Regions from separate parts of the Mus musculus genome. Here all the other regions are linked to region 3. A link is a contact called in public HiChIP or PLAC-seq data. All regions are on one chromosome and are shown on one strand. The core of a region is the stretch at or near the end of the contact, and the rest is flanking DNA. Distances in the headings are between cores, read along the strand shown. Region 1 holds the start of Rdh9 (retinol dehydrogenase 9). Region 2 holds the start of Rdh16 (retinol dehydrogenase 16). Region 3 holds the start of Stat6 (signal transducer and activator of transcription 6).

Region 1 (2,859 bases), core at 121-2,620, 130 kb before region 3:
CAATAAGACAAAAAAGACCACCAACAGATTGGAAAAGGATCTTTACCTATCCCAAATTGGATAGGGGACTAATATCCAATATATATAAAGAACTCAAGAAGGTGGACTCCAGAAAATCAAATAACCCCATTAAAAAATGGGGCTAAGAGCTGAACAAAGAATTCTCACCTGAGGAATACCGAATGGCAGAGAAGCACCTGAAAAAATGTTCAACATCCTTAATCATCAGGGAAATGCAAATCAAAACAACCCTGAGATTCCACTTCACTCCAGTCAGAATGGCTAAGATCAAAAACTCAGGTGACAGCAGATGCTGGCGAGGATGTGGAGAAAGAGGAACACTCCTCCATTGTTGATGGGATTGCAAGCTTGTACAACCACTCTGGAAATCAGTCTGGCGGTTCCTCAGAAAATTGGACATAGTACTACCGGAGGATCCCGCAATACCTCTCCTGGGCATATATCCAGAAGATGTCCCAACCGGTAAGAAGGACACATGCTCCACTATGTTCATAGCAGCCTTATTTATAATAGCCAGAAGCTGGAAAGAACCCAGATGCCCCTCAACAGAGGAATGGATACAGAAAATGTGGTACATTTACACAATGGAGTACTACTCAGCTATTAAAAAGAATGAATTTATGAAATTCCTAGGCAAATGGATGGACCTGGAGGGCATCATCCTGAGTGAGGTAACCCAATCACAAAGGAACTCACACAATATGTACTCACTGATAAGTGGATATTAGCCCAAAACTTAGGATACCCAAGATATAAGATACAATTTGCTAAGAACACACAGCTTGGAGGACTCAGTGTAGAGGTAAGAGGACAGACTGATGTGCTAGAGAGGGGCAGAATCTGCAGTTACACCAACTCCACCCTGACTCCCACCAGGAATCTTTCCAGGACTACACAGGCCTTCCCTTCACACAAAGACAGAAAACGAACAGCACAGACAGGACTCTCAGTGGTACCTCTGTTCCCAACACGCTCCTTCACCCACTGAGTGGCTGTCACAATACTCTCTGTCTTGGTGACATCCAGGATCACTGTCTCCAGCCTGTCAGATGTCTTGTTCCTCAGCTCCTCGGCTCCCTTCTCCGTCAGACATGCAGCCAACACTCTCATGCCTCTCCTGTCCAGCTGTCTGGCCAGCAGGTTCCCAAAGCCAGAGTCACAGCCCGTGATGAAGACATACTTGTCTTGGAGATAGCTCACCACCTGCCTCTCCCTGAAGAAGCACAGGAGAGTCCAAAGGCCCACCAGTGCCACTAGAAAGAGCCACATAGTTTGTAGAAGCCAAGCAGAGAGAGAGATACTCGGTGTCAAAATGAGCCTGGCCTCTGCTCACACAGGAAGGTGTAGGCATTGACGATTCCAGGCTTCTGATGTGAAGTCCTCTGCATCCCTATAACTATTGGTGACTCAGTCTCTGGTCATTGACCTGTTCTGATCAAAAGACATATAATGCCCTTTGCCTCTCCCTATCTCACTGCCAAGGAAAACATCACTGATGTTCAGTGACACATATTTATTATCTTATGATCTTTGCTTCCTGGACTCACGTGGGAATATATGTGTGTGTCATTACACATAGCCCATGGTCCAGTTCCAGACTTTGCAACTTGCACTCTGGAACCACAAACCAGGACATTGTGAGCATAATGAGAAACTATTGGTAACCTATGCTTGGACTCAGGACAACTTACAGGAGAGGACAGAGAGAGTTGGTGCCTTCCTAATACAGCAGCTCCTGGGAAGGTAGAGGAAGGGCCAGCCCCAAACATGGAAAGCTGACCTCAAAGGAACACTAGGTGGTGGGGCTGGGACCCCAAACACATCAGGACTCCCAGAGTAGATATGAGGAAGGAAAAGACTTTCCCTCTCAAGTGGCCCTTCTCCTGGCTGCCTGAATTCAAGCAGACATGAGCACATTTTCTTGAGTTGTGACCTCTATGACTGCCCCTGTCTCACCTGAGTCAGGATTTCTTACTTAATTTCCCAGCAAGCCTTGCTCAGAACCTCTAGAGTAGTTTGTAGGGCTTTACATACGGCTCCTGCTCTGGGGAATGTCTGACTGACTCTCTGATTTCAGCTCAAAAATAAGCCTGGTGTCCTTCAGGAATGATGTCACCATTCCCTTACCTGGCACTTCCACAACTTTCTGTGCCAACCAGTAAGGATTCAGACTGTCCTTGTGCTCTCAGGAACCATGTTTCTATCAGGAAGTGCCCCAATACAGGTTAGATTACAGCTCTGCACTAAGGTCTGGGCCTTCTTTATCAGTGTTGACTGAACTGTGAATCTGAAGCTGGGCCACTGTCCTTCCAATGGGCAGCTGCCCCTGGGACTGCTCTGCATTTGCCCTGCTCTTCCTTCTCCACTGTGCCTGGACCTGTATGATGTAGTGCTGCTACTCCTTGTCCTCCTGGCTGCAATCTTGTCCCTCCTCCTTCTCCTGCAGAAGATACTAGGACATTCTTTATGTGACTCTTAGCACCTGTCTTAGTTAGGGTTTCTATTCCTGAACAAAACATCATGACCAGGATGCAAGTTGGGGAGGAAAGGGTTTATTCAGCTTACACTTTCCACATTGCTGATGATCACCAAAGGATGCAGGACTGGAACTCAACCAGGTAAGGGAGCAGGAGCTGATGCCAAGACCATGGACGGATGTTTCTTACTGCCTTGCTTTCCCTGGCTTTCTCAGCTTGCTCTCTCATAGAACCCTAGACTACCAGGGATGGCACCATCCACAATGGGTCCTTCCCCTCTGATCACCAACTGAGAAAATGCCCCACAGCTGGATCTCATGGGGGCACTTCCCCAACCGAACCTCCTTTCTCTGTGATAACT
Region 2 (3,029 bases), core at 299-2,798, 160 kb before region 3:
CATGGAGAGGATCTAGGAGAAGCTGGAGAAAGGGAAATACAATCTAAATGTTTGCATGAAAAAAATCTAATAAAAATATATACAGTAGATTTTTGATCCTGGGATCCCAAAATACACATGCTTGCGGACTCGGGATGGACTAGAAGTATCTTAAGACAGTTCTTGGGACAATGGAACGAGCTGAGTGTGGTGACACCATCTGCTGATGCCAACAGGAAGGAGCTGAGAAACGTCCATCAGATGGTGACCAGGTCCATATCTAGAGCTCTGCCTCAAACTCAGGAGCCAGAGGAACACAAAGGGAACAAACAATACCCAGTGCCAAGGCCTGCTAAATGCAGTGGGGCGTGGATAAGGGTCAAGTTATTTTAATTCATTCTATATTATTGCTGAAAAATGTTCTTTAAGTGGTAATGTTGCTTGCCTTCTTAAACTGGAAAGAATGCATATACATTATACATACAAGTCAAAGGGTTAACTACTTTGTATCCACTGAATAGCAAATTGTATGCTAATTGTAGTTTGACATGTCTAGAGTTTTGAATAATAACTGTTTTCCTTTCATTTTTTAAATAAATTTATTGTTTAAAACAAATGCTGGAGAGAGAAAAAGGGAGAAACAGATGGAAAAGCAAGTTAGTGTGTGTGTGTGTGTGTGTGTGTGTGTGTGTGTGTGTGTGTTTTCTAGGTGAAAGAGAGACCACTTCCTACCTTTTTCTGTCCTAAGTTTTCCTTGACTTTGGGCTTAAGCACGGCAATGATTATGGCTCTCCCTGCCATGGTGCACAGGTAGTGCATGAGAACATGTTCCAGAACTGGGAGAGCAGGTGCACGCTGGCACATGACCTTCACAGAGACCAGGTCCCAGGAGCCCAGGGCTCTCCTCCCTCCTCACAGTCTCTATCCTAGGACTCAGCAGCCAACAATCCTGTCTTTCTACATACAAAGTCAAAGAGGACAGATAACAATTGCAAATGAAATCTTCCCAAGGCACCAGTTGGCTAAGAACACACAGCTTAGAGGATTAAGTTTCTAAGTAACATGAAATACTGATGTGCTAGAGAGGGGCAGAGTCTGCAGTTACACCAACTCCACCCTGACCCCCACCAGGAATTGTTTCAAGACTACACAGGCCTTCCCTTCACACACATAGAGAACACCAACAGCACCAACAGGACTCTCATTGGTACCTCTGTTCCCAACATGCTCCTTCACCCACTGAGTGGCTGTCACAATACTCTCTGTCTTGGTGACATCCAGGATCACTGTCTCCAGCCTGTCAGATGTCTTGTTCCTCAGCTCCTCGGCTCCCTTCTCCGTCAGACATGCAGCCAGCACCCTCATGCCTCTCCTGTCCAGCTGTCTGGCCAGCAGGGTCCCAAAGCCAGAGTCACAGCCCGTGATGAAGACATATTTGTCTTGGAGATGGCTCACCACCTGCCTCACCCTGAAGAAGCGCAGAAGCGTCCACAGGCCCACCAGTGCCACCAGGTAGAGCCACATGGCTTGTAGAAGTCAAGCAGAGAGAGAGATACTCTGTGTCAAAATGAGCCTGGCCTCTGCTCACACAGGAAGGTGTAGACATCCAGGACTCCACCCTGCTGACGTACAGGCCTCTGCATTTTTTATAATTTTTGCTGCGCCGTGACTCTGGACTTTAACAGGCTTTGGGGCAAAAGTCATACAATGTTCTTTGACTTTATTTATCCATGCCAAGAAAAACACCTCTGATATTCAACAACACGGATATATTCTCTTATAATCCTTGCTTCCTGGAATCAGGTCAGAATACATGTTTGGTTCATTACACAGGGCCCACAATCCAGTCCCAGACTCACCTTGTGTCTCTGCATATTGCACTCTGGAACCACAAAGCAGGACCTTTTGAACAGAATCAAAATCTATTGGTAACCTGTACTTGGACTTAGGACAGCTTACAGGAGAGGACAGGAAGAGCTGGTGCCCTCCTAATACAGCAAGTTATGGAACATAGAAGGGCCAGCCCGAAACATGATAAATTGACCTCAAAGGAATACAAGGTGATGGGACTGGGACCCCAGACAAATCAGGACTCCCAGACCTGAATTGGGAAAGGAAATGACTTTAGATCTCAAGTGGCCCTTCTCCTGGCTACCTGCTTTAAAGCAGATATGAGTACAGATTCTTTTTGAGTTGTGATCTCCATTTGTGTCCTTGGCTTACAAAAGCCAGGAATTCTTGATTATTTTCTACAGAACCTCTAGAGTAGTGTGTGGAGCTTTGCATATGGCTCCTGGTTTTGAGAAATACCTGAATGACTCTCAGATTTCAGCTCAAAATAAACCTGATGCCTTCCTTCAGGAATGATGTCACAGTTCCCTTACCTGGCACTTCCACCACTTTCTGTCCCAACCAGTAAGGAATCAAGCTGTCCTTGTGCTCTCAAGAACCATGGTTCTATCAGGAAGAGGTGCAATAAGGGATTTATTACAGTTCTGCCTTAAGGTCTGGGCCTTGGTTATCAGTGGGTTATCTGTGTATCTGGAGCTGGGCCATTCTCCCTCCAAGCAGGCAGCTGCCCCTGCATCTGCTCTGCATTTGCCCTGCTGTTCCTTCTCTCCTGCGCCTGATTCTGTTTAACTTATGGCTGATATTACTTGTCATCCTGCCTCCACTTCTGTCTCTGCTCCTGCTTGTGCAGAAACTAATAGGACATCCTTCATGTGGCTATTAGCACACATGTCCCCAGAATCCTAGCTTTGAACTGCATCTTGTAAAATGTAGTACTAGGCTTTCTTGACCAAAGTTTTGTGCAGATATTGGTGCTTTGGATCTTGTCTCGCTTCAACAGTGAGTACACTAGAGCACTCCTTCTATGGACATTTTCCAATCTTCTCTCCTACAGTTCTTTCCTTATCAACCCTGATAGTGATGGACACTCTTGTTGGATCAAGGTCTTCTGGAAAATAGGAGGATCTAGATAGGACCCTGGAATTTTTGGGTAAAGTCAGAGAGAATAGGAAAGTGGATGTGGGTCTGTTGCAGGAGCC
Region 3 (3,116 bases), core at 491-2,990:
CTCTCAGGGGCCTCAGAGTGGGCTGGGTTGAGGGGGATGGCTCAGTGGTTGATGGGAGGGATGGCTCTCAGTTTATAATGACCTCTCAGAGAGGAGGAGGAGGAAGATGGGATGGAAACTCCCTGGGTCTCCCCAATTCCTCCTGCCTTTTGAGCCTCTTAACTCCCACAGGACTCCCATATAGAAGAGAAGGAGGCCACTTCACAGGACATTGCCTACCCTTAACCATCTTCCCGGTTGCTCTCCCACTCCCTGAGTTCTCACTCCCAAAGGCAGAGTCTTCAACTCTTGCATAGGGTCCTCCAACCAGACTTTGCTCTAAAACTGTCTACCCCGTTGGGTGGGGCATCCCGAAGAGTCACATTTGTCTTATTTTCAAATTTAAGAGAGGATTCTGTTCCCTTTTCCTCCCAGTCTCTGGAATGTTCGGATTCCAGACCTTTGGCCCTATCCTTACCCTACTGGGGACTGGGACCGCCAAGCCAGGAACAGCTCCAATTTCCTCTAAATCTCCCTGTAGAGTGACTCAAGTCTCATCCTTCCCCCACCCCAGACGCCATTAAGCCATATTTTTCTCCTGAGCTGCCGGTAACGTTGCAGGGTCTATAGGTCGGGCTAGGACAAGGACCGTCCTTTCTTGAGATCAGTCCCCTAGGGTGGGAAGGCGGAGCTACACTTCAAGAGGCGGGGCGAGCTTTCCCTTCCAGGCTCCCCCTCCCCGCCGTAGGGGAAGCCCGACAACCTAGAAGCTTCTTCGTAAGCTTGGTGGCCTAAATCTATCCCCTCCACTCCCGCATTCCGAGTCCGCTGGCCGTGTGACCCCAATATCAAAAGTCAAGGGCTTCCCTGAGTTGTCCAATGTGCGTGTATATATGACGGTGGCGGCGCTGGTGGGGGTGGGAAAGGGTGGGAGGAGGTGGAGCCAGGTCAGCATGAGGAGGGTTAACCCCCAGCCGGCTGCCCTCCACGGGGAAATCTCAGGGTTTACTGCGGCCAAAAAAGTGAGGGGGAAAGTCCCCCTCCTCTGGGGCACCATGAGATCTACATCTGGGTCTCTCTCACCCTCCAGCCACACCCTGAGTAGGAACCTTTAGCGGGCAGCAGCTAGGGGTTGGACAGGCTCGGGGACCCTGGAGCATCAACTTCTAGGGAAAGGCAGCCATGTCCCCCAACCCAGAGAACCTTTCTTCTCCTCTGCCCAGCGACTGTCCCAAGACCCAGGAGGCGCAGGGCTGAGGATTGGGGAAAGTGACGCGACACGTTGGGGACCGGAATGTGGAGGCCTGTACCCACCCGAGTCCTTCGAAAGTTGGAAACTGCCAAAACCCAGTGCCGTCAGCTAACCCCAGATGAAACTATTTTCAGGGGACCAACTGCCCCGCCCAGGGGGGAGGATCCGAGAGGCCCCGAAAATCCATCCCTCGTGGTTCGTCAAAGCCCCCCCATAACCTTCCCTACTCGCAGACGTCCCCTCACCTCAGCAGCCCCGCTGCTATCTTCTCCCTCTCTCAGAGGGCACTACCAAGCCCCATGGGTCTGTAGGTCTGTCCAGCGGGTCCTGGGCTGGCCCTAAAAACTCAATGTGTACAGACACACACACACATATGCACACAGGCACGCGCGCACACGCTCGAGCGCGCGCACACACACACAAACACACACACAGGCACGCACGCACTCGTCTCCGGGCCTTCTTCACTGTAAACCCTGGCTGCCCCGGCCTGCTGTTTCCGGCTTCTCTGTCTGCCCAGGTCCCTCCCTGGCGCTCTGACGACACAGAGAAGAGAAAGTGGGCTGGAGGAGGAAGAGGAAGAAAGTGGGGTGAACCTGTATGTACCCGGTGGGGAAGCACGTAGTGGGGAGGGCAAAGCTGGAGCTCCATTGAACCACACTGGAGGGAGGCTGACCTTTACTCTAATCCCCTTAGCACTGATCCATTCCCCACTCCTCGGAAAAGTCACCTAATATCTGGCAGAGGCATGCCACCCCGAACTGCCTAGCTACCACACAAACTTTCTCCGGGCCAGAGATTGGGACCTCGGGGAACTGTGCTATGGGACATCTGGGTTGTGTGCGTCCTCCAGTGGAGGACCCTGAAAAACAGCTGGGAGCCCGAGGCCCCTGCACAATTAGGCTCACCTCCTTCCAAGGCAGGAACGCCTTAGAAGTCCCGTGATACTGTAGGGAGGAAGTGGGGGAGGGGAACCCTTAGCTCAGAATTCTGGAAGTCTCCGGGAGTCCCTTGGAGGAAAAGGAATTCATTCGGGGATACCACGTCCCAAACCCTAGTGATAGCCACTGAGGGCTGCCAGGGTGCCAAGTTTGAATGTGAATATGCTGTGCAACCTTGGCAAAGTTCCTATCTGTTTCTGAGGTAAACACTGAGACACACCCCAAAACAAATATGTGCAATTTCCCTGGCCACAAGAAAACACACACACACACACACACACGCATACACACACACATACACACACGCACACGCGCGTGTCTGAGCTTTACACATGTAGCAGCAGGCTCTCACACATGACAGCCCTCAGAGCCTCTTAGAGTCACACACACACACACACACACACACACACGCCCCTTGTTCAGCCTCTGAATCACCATCATAACCAGAGGACTGTCCTGTAGTTTTTGTTGGGGAGGATAACAAAAGGCCAAACCTGAAAGTCGAGTGTATGGAGGGATAGTCTGAGGGTGGCTGTGTCAAGTTGGAATTTTGGCTTTCCATTGCCTTTCAGGGCTGGGCTGAAAGAGCAAAAGCCAGGCTTCTGGCGCCCCCTGGTGCCTGAGCTGATTCCTCCACTGCACATCCGTGGGCACTGTACACAGTGCAAACTTAGATCCACCCAGGTGCCAGAGCAAACTGTACATGTACATATAATATAATCATGGACTCTGAGCAAGACCTATTTGTGTTCAAGTCCTGCCAAAGATGCTAACTGCAGAATTGGCTGGTTCATTATCTGTAGGACGGAGCACGCAGAGTGGCTTAAGCTGTGGGGTTGTGAGAATAGAATATACTGATACATAAAGGCTCAGAGGAACTCTGGTCACCTAGTAAACAGCAAGCAGGAGGTACTTTTGTTGTTGTTGTTGTTGCTCAGCTACTT

What was found. HiChIP or PLAC-seq counts read pairs in DNA pulled down with a chosen protein or histone mark.
Region 1: an H3K4me3 HiChIP or PLAC-seq map of intestinal villus epithelium shows a contact between it and region 3, with 9 read pairs. The contact joins the promoter of Rdh9 here to the promoter of Stat6 in region 3. A contact is called at or near these places in 3 of 115 datasets of contacts at active chromatin or transcription factors (embryonic stem cells, intestinal villus epithelium and pancreatic cancer cells) and 1 of 9 other capture datasets (liver).
Region 2: a FOXA1 HiChIP or PLAC-seq map of pancreatic cancer cells shows a contact between it and region 3. The contact joins the promoter of Rdh16 here to the promoter of Stat6 in region 3. A contact is called at or near these places in 5 of 39 promoter capture datasets (embryonic stem cells, hippocampal neurons, liver and 1 more), 1 of 115 datasets of contacts at active chromatin or transcription factors (pancreatic cancer cells) and 1 of 9 other capture datasets (pancreatic islet).

What each region holds. Positions count from the first base shown.
Region 1 is chr10:127,774,916-127,777,774 of GRCm38.p6, reverse strand. It overlaps Rdh9 (retinol dehydrogenase 9), which reads right to left and starts at 1,370. Exons shown (of 4, transcript NM_153133.2): 1 at 978-1,370. The coding sequence starts at 1,290.
Region 2 is chr10:127,799,672-127,802,700 of GRCm38.p6, reverse strand. It overlaps Rdh16 (retinol dehydrogenase 16), which reads right to left and starts at 1,548. Exons shown (of 4, transcript NM_009040.3): 1 at 1,191-1,548. The coding sequence starts at 1,503.
Region 3 is chr10:127,641,610-127,644,725 of GRCm38.p6, reverse strand. It overlaps Stat6 (signal transducer and activator of transcription 6), which reads right to left and starts at 1,740. Exons shown (of 22, transcript NM_009284.2): 1 at 1,477-1,740.